Linked DNA regions of Mus musculus: region 1 is linked to region 2. The links are chromatin contacts, called in public promoter capture Hi-C maps. All regions are on one chromosome and are shown on one strand. Each heading gives the region's core, a stretch centred on a gene start, on an enhancer-like site or on the middle of the called end of the contact. The rest is flanking DNA. Distances are from core to core; before and after follow the strand shown. Region 1 holds the start of Tbx5 (T-box 5). Region 2 holds the start of Tesc (tescalcin).

Region 1 (6,682 bases), core at 866-3,365, 1.8 Mb after region 2:
TCCCGCCACTGCCCGCCACTGCCCCCCAGTCCAGCGTGACAAGGCGCGGGCTGGTTGCGTGACTTGTGACGTCTCCACGCCCAATAGGACCAGCGGCTGGTGAGATAGTCGCTATCGCCTGGTTGCCTCTTTATTTTATTGGGGTATGCCTGGCAATAAACAGTAATATTTAATTTGTCGGAGACCACAAACCAACGGCGAGCTGGGAGGTACTTGCTTTTCTTGACAGACCCTGGAAGAAGTCTTCGTTTTAAAGGGGGGGTGTCTTTGCGGGGGGGGGGGAGGTGATGTCTTTTCAAAACTCATTGTGAGCTACCTCGCCTCAGTGAGCAAACCCTTTTGGCTTTTTGGCTGAAGAAAGAGTGAGGTTATTGGAGGTGAGTCTTGTTGGGGGAAAACTAAAGGGAGGGACAGATATCTATCTTCAGGGCGGCCTTAATTTTCCCCAGAGCCTCTGCTTCCCACCCTACCTAAGCCTGGCTGAACCCCTTCCTGACTGGATTTTTATCTTCTATCACCTGGAAGACTGGATCTCGTGTGCCAGTTTGTAAGCAAAATACAGAAAACAACATTGAGTGGTGGCTGGCTTCGTGCACCATCTAAGCCCAAGGAAGGAAGTGTTTCTGGCTGGGTTGTTGCTTGGGGAAGGCCAGCTTTTCCCTCTCGGGAAGGGCCTGCTGATTATTTATGGGGATTAATTTTATCCTCAAATCTCTGTGAATGTAAAAGGGATTGGCGAGGTCTGTCTGGATTTCCCCTATGCTTCAACCAGAGATGCAGGCTCTCAACCGGCTTTCAGCTTTCAGTCCTGCACCCAAGGTTGAGGTTGCCTCTCTGTTCAACCCCAAAGGCTTTCTAGCTGACTTTTTAGAAGCGCGTGACGAAGGTGTTTGCACAAATAAATAGCTGGCCTTGGCCAGGGTCTGTGTGAAAACAGACCTGGAAACTAGAGAGTGGGGTTGCCCCTAGCTGCCCCCACGCTTACAACTGCAAAGTCCACTGAAGTTTTTGCAAGGGCAGCCTGCAAATTTTGCAGCCACAGAGGCTACAATGTTGCCGGAGTCCTATGGGCTCTCTCTCTCTCTCTCTCTCTCTCTCTCTCTCTCTCTCTCTCTCTCTCTCTCTCTCTCTCCAGTCCTTGGCTCTAAGGATGTAGTTTCTAATTAGAGTCCCAGAAAAGACTCCCTGTACTTAGAGAATACAAGGAAGCTGAAGAGGGAAACAGAATGTGATTTGGGGCATTTGTTTCAAGCAACATTCTGTGCTTGTCCCGGCCTGGTTCTGCTTACAGCAAGAGCTACTTCCAGTGCCTCTGCTGTGGGCTGCTTTTATTCACCCTCTGAACTGCAGACTTCAGAGAGGCTAAGGGCAGGCCAAGGAGTGCTGGCAGCTGAAACCCCCAGCCAGCCCTCAGTGACTGATTATTTTAATAAAACTGGGCACTGCTCTGTGTACACTCCAGTGTGTGTCTTGAGGAGGGGGCACACACAACAATTTCTTGGCATCTTTGATCTTGGTTCCCCCATCCTAAGGCACCTTCTCCCCCAAGTCCTAGAGAGCTTGGAGTGGGGTAGGGTGGGGGACAATGAGTCTGAAGTGGAGGAGAGATGTCAAGGCAGCTAGTCCTGGCTCTGCAAGGGGCCAGGCAGGGTCACACCACTCTCTGTCTGAGGTCAGCATTGGAGACAGAAATCGGGTGAGGCTGCAGAGGCCCATGGGTGTGTGCACACGCCTAATGCATCCAGTCTTGGTTCTCTGCAGGGCTGGGCCATTGAAATTGCTGGGCTCCCAGAGTTCTGCCTTGATTACTGTAGCTTGCCTGCCTGCCTTCCTTCTTTCCTTCCTTCCTTCCTTCCTTCCTTCCTTCCTTCCTTCCTCTTCCTTCTCTTTTTTTCTTTCCTCCCTGCAACCACTGGCTCAGAGCAGTCAACAGAGATGGAAGGAGGGTAAAGAGGATGGGAAGTGGAAAGGGAGTGGGGGTGGGGAATCAGCAGGTCCTATAGTGGTTCAAGAGTTTGGGGTATATCTAGTGAGAAAGTGGGAAAGGTGGTGGGAGGAGGGAGGGAGGGGAGGAGAGGACACACACACACACACACACACACACACACACACACACACACACACACACAGAGAGAGAGAGAGAGAGAGAGAGAGAGAGAGAGAGAAGAGGGAGCCAGTTAGAGAAGCATTTTCTATACTTTGTGAGCACCCCAGCTGAGTTAGTTTGTCAGAGAGAGAGAGAGAGAGAGAGAGAGAGAGAGAGAGAGAGAGAGAGAGAAAGTCATACTTCAAATTCTGGAACTTTAACCCCTGAAAGCATCTCTCTGAAAACAGCTGGCTGATTCCCAAGTCTCTCTCAAGTCTCCCAGTTTTTCTTCTCTGGGGGTGCAAGAGCAGAGCAGGACACTGAGATCGTAGGGTTTAGGGATGCTCCCAGATCTGCTATTTAGTCTTCTGTTCCTCTAAGCCGTTCTGGAGCCCGACAACTTAAAAGTATTTGGGGCTAGCGAACAGCCAGCGAGCAGTGGAGGAGGTGTGTGCTGGAGGTGGGCAGTCGCTGGGAGGCTCTAGTGGTGGGTACTTCTTTGTAGCAACAGTAGCAGCTAGCTTGGGCAAGCAATCCCCAGCACAAACTCCAGAGACACCATGCCTGCACCCCCACCTGGCCTCCGGCTTTCCTGCTAAGAGGAAGAGGGGCGGTGGCGAATGCATCCCCCTGTACAGAGCGAGGTAACCGTACTACCATATGGCCGGGGAGGCTTGGGCGGGAGCAGGCAGCCACAGTCGGCTGGGGAAACAGAGAATGGCGGACTCCAGCCCTGTCTTGCATTCTGCAGAGTCTGGCTTGCAGAGATTTTACCCGAGCCTTTCAAGGCAAGAGGGAGCCGCCGGGAGGCTGCCGCGACTCGGGGAGCAGCGTTGAGGCTTGCAAGGCACACGGCCTGGTTCTGTCAAACCACATCTTGCTCGTCTCCGCCGGCCTCTAAGCTTCCCTGGATCCTGGCAAGGGTTCCGGAGGGTTTCTCCCTATGGCTGGCCGCGAATGGGAGAGCGTATGTGGGGCTCCAGCCCTGTTTTTCTTTGTTATGAGAAGATCATGGGGGATCCCATGGCAGTTTTCCCCAAGCTCCTAAGGCCAGAGGAAGAAAGAATTGGGCCTCAGAAACGATCTGTGGCGGTTTAGGTCTCAGGCCGCTTCAAACCAGGCTGGTATGCAGGCTTCTTTGCCTAAGAAGCTGCTAAAACTGTGGGAAGCCATCTCTTACTTGAGGTCTGCTGGTGTTTTGAGGTAGAGGCAGTGGTAGAAATCCTCCCTTGAGGAAGGGGGTTGAACTAAGAATTTCAACTGCTTGCTTCATCTTCTTCTGTTGAACACTCGGGGCTGCCCTACCAATGTACCTCCTTCCCTAGCAGTCCACTGAATGTCTGCAGCCCAGAATTTATCTGGGACTGATTTTAGGCTGTCCGACTGGGAGCCAGGCTGGCAGTTTGAGTTAGCCAGCCCCGTTGAAGCTCAAAGACATTCCCTTTAGCTTGATTACTCCACGAAAACGCCTGCACCACCGCCCCCACCCCCCACTCTCCCGCAGCCAGCCGATCTGAAAAAGATCCGTGAGGGTACAGCCCCGCCACCGGCAGTGGAGAGTCAGCCACCGAGTTGTAGGCCCCTCTCTGATTTGGATCTACCTCCAGCTCTCCCTGGCTACTTTATTTATTTATTTATTTATTTATTTATTTATTTATTTATTTATTTTCCATTGGTATTGCTTAGGCTTGGGGAGAGGCTGTTTCATTTTAATGCCTGTAACAGATGATGAGAGGGTTATTATCCTCTATCCTCCGGGTATATCTCTTTCTCCCCTGTTTTTTATTTTTGCAAGACGCGGGTTATTCTGGGCCTTTTGTCTATTGTAGAAAAATAACGTCTCTTAGGAGGTTTCATTTTTTAAAAATTGCTGGCATGGTCTCTTGGATTTGACAAAGACCATTTCTCAAAGGGGCACAAGGTTTTTGTTTTCTGTTTTGTTTTGGGTTTCTACCCGATGGCTTCCAAAAATACCGACGCCTTATCTTTATTGGCTCTTCCAGGAGTTCAGACAAATTTGACGGACAGCTCTCTTATCACCCAGAGCCTGTGCAGGGGAGATGTGGGGGGCCTTGCCGCCTCCTCCCTGTCTGAAGCGGGTCTTTCGCAAGCGGTGGTGCGTGGTCGGAAAGTATAACAATAAAAAAAGACTTTCTGAAGCCTCCTTCAGCTTGGAGTGAAGGGTCAAACAGCTTGTCCCCTATGTCGCTAGACACTCTCCAACTCCCTCTCTTGTCCTCAGAATAGAACCTCGCGCGGGCACAGGAACCCCTGCGCACCATGGCCGATACAGATGAGGGCTTTGGCCTGGCGCGCACGCCTCTGGAGCCTGATTCCAAAGACAGGTCTTGCGATTCGAAACCTGAGAGTGCTCTGGGGGCTCCCAGCAAGTCTCCATCATCCCCGCAGGCTGCCTTCACCCAGCAGGTAAGAAAAGCCGGCCCAGCGGCAGGCGTAGACCGAGGACTGAGCCCAGCTCTCTGCTAACGGTGCAGGGGGGTGGGCAGGGCCAGCTATTCCCTCTATTTCCTGGCTAGTCTCACCAAATCTCCCCCAATTCCACTCTATCCCAATCCACTTTATCGAGGCGTTTATCTTTATGGCCTGCGTATTTTAGAAACCTATTTACATTATTGGAGAGCTCTCAATTATCCGACTATTTGGGGTCAGCTAACAACGGGCCAGATAATTCTCTCCCAGCTGCCCTGGGTATGCCTTATTAAGGGTCGGGTCAGCGGCCGCTTCAGGCCGGCATGAGCGATGACTTGACCCTCCTTAGATCTTTCTTAGCCTTCGCCTCGGCTCGCCTGCTCTGCGCAACCCGCCTCGCCCCTCATACAGTACCATTTATCTTGCTCCGGGGCCTGGAGGAGCTCCCTGACCCGCCGAGGAGAGCACACAGGGGCTGGAACCAAGGCACCCAGAGCCCGGCTGACTGGAAGTTGGTCCGGAGTGGAGGGAGAGGTCTTGTGGTCTGTTATTTGAGTGGCCATCGTTTTTTGGGGGCGCTAAGTAGGTTTAAAACTAGGTGTCACTGGGAAGGCTTGACCAGAGAGATGAGTTTGATCTAGAAATCTTGTCCAATTGATGTGTGTATAGCTTTTAATAAAAGCAAAGAGGCTTAAGAATAGTTTGGGGAAATTTACATAACATTTTGAAAAGGGAAAACAAGTTCACTTTTTAGTCGGTGGTTGATAATTGTTTCACAATGAAGAGTAGTGTCTGACTGTTTTGGTATTGGTTTTTAGAAATAACTTCCAGTGGAAAGAGAAAATGTTAAAAGGCTTAATTGGTTGCCCCAAGTCAAAGAAAGGCTGGGCGGTGGTGCTAGATAAGGCAAGAGTCTGGAAAGATTGTTAATATAGACACTGAGGGGGAAAACTACTTTTTTTGGTCCTTGAGAAGAAAAACGATTTTAAAATTGAAAATTTCTACATAGTGGCTCACATGTGTTGGAATCTTAGCACTTAGGAGGGTGAGGCAGGAGGGTTGCCAAGAGTTTGAGACCACTTTTATGCGCTGCATAGTGAATTCCAGGCCTGTCTGGGCTGCAGAGCAAGACTTTGTCTCCAATATTAATAACAACAATAATATTGAAAATTTTTGTATGTTCATATTTAGACCCAGTGATGACGGACAGCGATGTATTTGCATAGCTGTGTGTTTTGCATCTGGGTGACAATACAAAAATATCCTAGTGGGGTTTTCTAGATGGATCCCCTCCCAATCATGTTTCAGCTAAAAATGGATCCAAATTAGATGGCCTGGTCCTCTAGGGGGGAGCTCTGTGGAGGGGAATAATTCCCAGGCCTCAATCTGGTGGAAGAGACAGCAGGTACTAAGGACTGAGATGCTGCTGGACGCAAGCTCCAACTCACCTAGGGAGCTGTAGGCAGATGCCATGGGTCGCCCTAGACTTTCCATCACTCCCCAGAAGTCAGAGCGCTCTTTCTTTAACCGCACAGACTTTGGTAGGTACTTGGCCTCTGCATATAGGGGGGAGTTTGAGAAAGGATTCCCCGCTAAGACCCATCACTGAAAATTTTCTCTTTGTCTATCAAGGGCATGGAAGGAATCAAGGTGTTTCTTCATGAACGTGAACTGTGGCTGAAGTTCCACGAAGTGGGCACAGAGATGATCATCACCAAGGCAGGGAGGTGAGCCAGCTCCTGCCACAGAAGGAGGACAGTCATTGGAGGGAATTTAAAACAAAACAAAACAAAACAAAAAACACGGAAGAGGCTTGGGAGAAAAAAATTAGAATAGAGCCAATATTCAATCAGGGTTCATTCTGGCTAAAGAGTCCTCCGCAGGATGGAGACCTAACCCCCCAATGCTTACCTCCGGGTAGGATGTTCGTTCCCGATTTTATAGGAGGATTAAAGAGAAAAAGGTGGAGGCGGGGAGAAAAGGTGAAGAACGGGGAGACTGTAGAAGGACTTTGAGTCCTTAGACTTGGACTTGCTCCCTGGCCTCCACCCCTATTCCCACCTTCTCTGACCTTGGAATAGTTCCAGGGTCCCCACCCGATGATTGCCAAACCCGGGATTGTTGAATGTATTCGCTACCTCGTTCATTGTTTATAGAGAGCCGGTA
Region 2 (6,458 bases), core at 833-3,332:
ACACCACTGACGGACTTCCCAGAGGAACCTGGGAATTGTCATTTCTACCACCCCCAGAAAGAGTATCGTTGCTCTTGCCATCTTGCAGATGGGGAAACTGAGGCTCTGGGAGGTGAAGTCACCCACTTGAGCAAGCGTGGTCCCACAGCAGAGCTAAAGGCAGGGCCCAGCTCCACATCTCTGGGCTCAGCTGCCCTCTTGTTTCCTAGGGACCAGACTTGCAAATCACACTGGCACAGAGACAAACAGGTTTGTCTGTCCCTGGCTTTTAGCTCCTCTGGGGGAACTGTGTCTCCAGGGACAGGCAGTTAGTTACCTGGTGACTGAGACAGCCCGGTGTTGGGGCCAAGGAGGGAGCCCCGTGGTGCCTTCCTCTTGTTAAGCTCCCCACTTCCCCCCATACCTCAGTTTGGCTTTGATGACGCCAACAGAGCCATTGGTAAGACTGAATGAAAGCGGTGGCGTCCTGGACCAGCCGCATTAGGCTTTGTGTGGACAGAGCCCTGCTGGGTGCTCACATCACTCACTGCCAGAGGGGGAGGGTGGGTGCCTCCACCGCAGCACCCACGCAGCTTCGCGGAGCCCGCTGTTCTGTGGGGCCACGGGTGGGGACAATTACGGACTCTGAAGCTCAGTGTGGACATTGAGATCTCTGCGCTCCTGAGAGCTCACCCTGGCTGTTACTCCCACTCCATCTGCAGCGAAGGTGGTGTCTTATCCCTGTTTGCAGCTCAAAGATCTAGTCGGGACCTTGCACATAGTAGACCATTAAGAAACACGCATTAAATGAGTGAACAAATACACAAGTCAAATTGTCGCCCCCTTTCCTGAGGACTCCTCGCAGCCCCCCGGGGGGAGGGGCGGGCTCTCCTTGGCAACCACACCCCAGCCTGGTGAAAATAGACACTTGATAAGGCCTCTCCGAGGAGGCCTACACAGAGATCCCAGAGGAAGAGGGGGGCTCGGTAGAAGGATCGAGCACCAAGGGAAGGCACTGTCAGCTTGGAGTGCGGGTGTGTCTGGGGTTGCTGGCGATGGGGGAGGGGGTCTTCCCCGGCCTGGAGAATGCAGATCCTCTGTAGACAGAAAACTTAGTTGCAGGAAGACATAGATCATGGCATATTTTAGAAACCCCAACATCCCGGGACCTGGGGAGCCCTTTCCTGCCCTCCACCCCACAGAGATCTGTCTGGGTTTTTAGAATTCTTGGAGACCTGAGGCGGTCCAGCCTACTCAGCAGCGATGCCCCACAGCTAAGCTTCCCTTGCTTCTCGGGTGGGAGCAGTTTCCGTGAACTCTGGGCAGCTGCAGGGAGGACGGGGGATCTTCAGGGAGGATCTCCAGGGGCAGACTCAGCTCCCCGGAGGCTCAGAGTGGGTGATAATCGGGGTTTCAGTGGTGGGGCCGGTTCTTCTGGCTCTGCCGAGACCCCTGGGTTGGCTAGAGTGGGCTCCTGAGAACGCCAGTTCCAAGGATGCGCACCCACGGCCGTGACTGGCGAGGTGAAAGATCGTGGGGATCCCAGCACTTCCAGCCAGAACAGACTCTTGGCAGCTAAACCGGACGTCACTAAGCAGAGCAGGGCATGGCGGGCTCCCAGGGCAGCCTTGAGGTTGAATGTTTCCCTCCCGGAGCACCAGCCCCTTCCTCATCAATTGAACAGGATTCCATGGTAACCCGGCGCCTTTCTCCCTCTGCGCCCTACGGTGAGCATCTCACCGCAACCCTATTTGGAGATGGAGAGATGGTGGTTAGACCAGCAGCAGGACTGGCCAGTCAGGACCTCCTATCTCATCAGGATCCCCGGGACTCATCGGTCTCACCTTCTCTACTCAGTCCACGCCTGTCACCTGCGATGCGCGCTCCTCTGGGCGCCCACCTAGGTGCAGGGCGCGGGGGAGGGGATCTTTCACACTGGGCACACTCGCGTGCCCTCCTCTGTCCCAGCGCCGAGGCTCCGCCGCTGGACCCCGCAGAGTGGGCGGAGGGATGCGGGTCGCGCTGCCCGCAAGCTCATCCCGCGGGGCTGCGGCAGGGGCAGAACCACGTCGTGTCCTCCCCCCACCCCCATTCCCGCCCCCGCGGCCGCGAGGGAAGCGGGCGAGCGCTAGGACCGCGCCGCTCCGCCTCCCGCCGCTATAAGAGGCCGCTCGAGCCCCACGCGGAACCGGCTCCGCGCCGCTGTCCCCGCGTCCCCACCCGGCTCCAACGCAGCGCAGCCCAGGCAGTCCCCGGCCTGCGTGGGGCGCCCGGGGCCCCGCGGCGCACCATGGGCGCTGCCCACTCGGCGTCCGAGGAGGTGCGGGAGCTCGAGGGCAAGACCGGCTGTGAGTACCACACCGTGGCCGGGAACCCTCGTTGGCGGGGACCATCGCCTGCATGCCCCCGCTTCGCGCCACCGTGCTGTGTGACCTTGGGCTAGTGGCTTGCCCTCTCTGTGCCCCGTTCTCGGGCTGCTTCTGATGGGTTCCCGCCAGCCGCCGTGCGGGCGACGCCGCTGGGAGGGGTTGGCAGCGACTCGGGCCTGGGGTAAGGGTGGCCCGAGAGGCGACTTGACCCAAGCCTCACCCGACCAGGGCGGAGCCCGGCAGGTAGCCGTGGCTTTGAGGGCCGGCGCCCCGGCAGCTCGGGAGAGCGCCGAGCGCGCGCTGCACCTGCAAGTCTGCGGCTGGGGAGCGGGGAGGAAAGTTTGGAAGTGGCGGGACCGGGAGGAGCCGCGCGGTCCGCGGTGACCTTAGGCGGGGGTCACCCTGCCGCCTCCCCGTGCGTCCCCACCCCCCGGCTGCAGGCTCGGGCACCGAGCCCAGCGTCCTCCAGGCTGGCCCGCACTCCCGGGACCGCAGAGGCCGGGCGGGGCGCGCCTGGGGGAAGCGCCCGTCCGCCCCGCGCTTGACCCTGGGCTCAGAAGCGACCAGGGGACCCGGACTTGCACGAGGGTGGGCAGGCGCGTGGACTCAACCTGTTTCGGTGGTGGGACAGAGCGGGTTGTGAGTTCTGCCAGGACTGTGTGACCTTGGACCAGTCAGTTCCCGTCTCAGTTTGCCTCCTCTGAGGAATGGGAGACTGGCGCACCCCCAGGGTTCCTGCGGCAGGAGGTTGCGGCTGAGTTGAGAGCACCCAGTCAGCCCCCCTCACCCCCCCAGAGGGGGACTGGGCTGGCACTCGCCTCCCCAGAGCCCGGTGAAGTCATAGAAAGTCCCCAGCTGCTGAGCGTCTACACCGCGCACACAGTATGCGAAGTGTGCAGCGGATCCGCGAGAGTCGTTTACACGACCCACTAAGGGCGCGCGCCATCGAGCCAGTCCCGGTGAGGGTCGACTGTGAGTGCGCTGCCTGGAGTGTGCGCACGGCGTGCAAGGGGAACCGCGTGCGAGCGGGAGTGTGGGCGCACTGTGTGCAAACCGGGAGTGTGTGCACGCACTGTGTGAAAGTCGAGAGTGTATGCACACTGTGTGTGAGACAAGCAGGTGTGTGTGCACAGTGTGTGAAAGTCTAGAGTGTGCGGGCACTTTGTGAAAACCAGGAGTGTATACACACTGTGTGCGAGGCAAGCAGGTATGTTTGCACACCGTATTGAAGGCAAACTGAAGTGTGTGCACTTCAATCAAACTGAAGCGTGGTTGTGTGTGCACACTGTGGGCACTGCAGTTTGAAGCACGGTTTCACTTTGGGGCTCGGGCTGCTCTGATCGGGGACACTCCCTGCCTCAGTCTCCCCAGTTCTGGGACTGCAGGGCAGCACCCTCCCCCACTTTTGTATTTTCTCTCTGAATTCATTTTGCTGACTACAAACCAAAAGTTTCATAAACCTGCCCCCGCCCGCCTCCTCCCAGGCCCACGTGATGGAGGACAGCAGGAGTCCCCGCCCACTTTGACTCGGTTTGACCCATTGCCAGTTGCTGTCCCAGATGGTGTGGGGAGAGCTGGGATTCCGGGTGCAGGTTGGGTCCCCACCGGAGCAGCACCCAGGGCCTTCTGGGGAAATTCCTGCGGGCTGTGGGTTTGACAGTGACGGGCTGCAGAGCATGCTGGGAGCCTTGTCAGTTTCCTGGGCCCAGCCTCCCACGGTGACAGATGCTCAGGCTCAGTGGCTGCCTGGAGGTGGCTGGGGTGGCTTCTTCACTTGCTGCCTGTGCTCAGAATTCAATTCTAAAGGGAGCTGGGCGGGGGGGGGGGGGGGGGGAACGACGGGACCCAAGGTTATGCCACCCCCACCCCTGGGGTCCCACAGGCCCTGAAGGTGCTGGTCTAGTCTGGGCACTTACACCCGTTTGGCAGATCCTTAGAGTTTTTGAGGATTTTAGAGGATGTGGAGGTGACCCAGAGAGGCCAACATTCCCACACAGGATGCACAGGACACAGATCCACCCCACCAGTCTTAGGTTTCCAGGAACAAGCAACAGGGGGAGAGGATGGGAAGAGGTAAGCAGGTAACTAAGGAGCCAGTCATGTGACAGTGACCAGAACATCGGAGTGGCAGGTGCCATGGCCCTGTGGCAGGAGGCAGTTGATCACCTCAGTGAGGTTGGCCGATGGATGACATAGCAGTCCTCCAGGCTCAGGCTGCACTGCAGCCCCAACTTCAGGGGTCCCCTGTGCTCCCCGTGCCTCAGTTTTCCCTCCTGTCAGATGGACATAGCAATAGAACTACATTGAACTAGGTCTTGGTCCCTGTATCCCTGCTGTGTGTGTGACCTTCAGTAGGTCACTGCCTCTCTGGACCTCAGTGCTCCACCTGGGTGTCGCCGCCTCTGAACAATTGTGTGGAGGAGATATTAGCCAGGAAGGCTCCGGACGTGGCGTGGGGTTGGACAGGGCTGTGGTATGAGAACTTATACATGTCCAGGGGAACACCACTGCACTTGGGCTTGCCTATACCAACACTGAGAACTTCACACAATACACAGTAGGTGTGTCTTCACCCACATCTTCCAGAAAGGAGATAAGGCTGTTTCCTCTCCTGAGGGAAACTGAGGCTCGGAAAGAGACAGCATCTTGCCTTCAGCACCACAGCCAGGAGTGGAGGGTTGAGAGATGGAGGATTCCCCACCACACACTGTGACCTCTGGGGCAGGAACCACTGCCCATGATGCATTGCTCTTCTTTTGCTCACCCCAGGACCTTTGCACAAGCCTTTCTGCTGCTGCTACACTCTGCACCATCTTGATTCATGTTTGTTCTTTATATGGGAGACTCTTCCTGTCACCTCCTCCTGGGTTAAAATTTCAAGGCAAAGTTCCCACCACCATCTAGGGCCCTTAGAGCCATTGTTCCCTTCCTGCCTGGCCATTCTCCTGCAACCTTAGTGGACAACCTCAGACCTGGTCTCCCTTAGCTCCTGCAGTCCCCCCTCCCACCTCAGACCATCACCTCCCCCCAACCCCCACCCCCTACCCCCCACTCCCATCCCCACAGAGTTGCTTGTTGGCAATGAGATCACAGGAGGCACACATGGGGGGAGGGGGGTCACTGAGTTCTTTATAACCCAAAAAGCAACTCTGAGCCTAGGGTTACCTCCCCTCTACAGGCCTTGTCCCTGCCAGCCTGAGTCACCCCAGGGAAAATACGCCTTAAGGGAGCTCAGGAGCTCACCCGCCTGCACCGGCACACCCAAGGCTGCACCCGCCTCCCTCCACAGGGAGAACTGACTGACTCCTCTTATCTCAAGCCTCCCTCTGAGCAGCCAGCTGAGGACCTCAGCTTCTTTTGGTCTAGGAGGGACATCAGGCCAGGGCCATGACCCTCTGGATCCTGAGCTGGCCCGGAGGGGGTGCTCCCTCCCCTCTAGTCCCCCCCCCTACTCTGGGCTCCTGATTGAAGGCAGACAGGAGGATGCTGGGAAAGGTGTGTATGTGTGTGGGGGGGGTGTCTGTCCTCCAGTCTCAGACCTGCAGAGAGGCCAAGAAGCTGCTAGAAAAAACAGAACCTTGGGCCAGAGAGCCCTTACAGCAATGTTGGCAGCCCCGAGCCATTTGCCCAGTGCCAAGCACAGCCCAGGAGTTAATAATCAGGTCCTATTCCAGGGCCCGCCCAGTGGGGGATGCTGCTGGCCAATTGAATGGATGAGGTCATGGAGGCTCTGAAGATGGAAGAAAGAGGGGGTGGGGGACTTTTGCTTTGACCTCCCAGCGATGGCATCTGAGCCCTTCCTCATTGCCTAGGAGCCCATTGTCCCCTATGCCTGCAGGCCCTGGATGAGGGTGGGAGATGGGCAGGTCCTCTGGCCCTCAGCAGCTCAAGGGCCGGAGGTACAGGGGAGGGGGTACACTGTCATGGGGTGGGCCTGATACCTTCTGTACTCAGCCATCCACTAAAGTGTGAACGCAGCCAGCCAAAGCCACCTTCTTCAGCAGTAGACCCTGGGAGCCTCAAAAAAGGGGGCTTACCCCGTGGCTCCCTAAAGTTCTCAGTATAAGAACATTAGAAGCAGCCAGGCAGTTGTGGCGCACGCCTTTAGTC

The links. Promoter capture Hi-C pulls out the DNA fragments that hold promoters and counts their contacts.
Region 1: a promoter capture Hi-C map of embryonic stem cells shows a contact between it and region 2. The contact joins the promoter of Tbx5 here to the promoter of Tesc in region 2. A contact is called at or near these places in 3 of 39 promoter capture datasets (embryonic stem cells, frontonasal cranial neural crest and maxillary cranial neural crest), 2 of 115 datasets of contacts at active chromatin or transcription factors (both in embryonic stem cells) and 2 of 9 other capture datasets (adipose tissue and embryonic stem cells).

The regions. Positions count from the first base shown.
Region 1 is chr5:119,832,548-119,839,229 of GRCm38.p6, forward strand. Tbx5 (T-box 5) reads left to right here and starts at 2,116. Exons shown (of 9, transcript NM_011537.3): 1 at 2,116-2,730; 2 at 4,329-4,513; 3 at 6,149-6,243. The coding sequence starts at 4,367.
Region 2 is chr5:118,025,661-118,032,118 of GRCm38.p6, forward strand. Tesc (tescalcin) reads left to right here and starts at 2,083. Exons shown (of 8, transcript NM_021344.4): 1 at 2,083-2,327. The coding sequence starts at 2,270.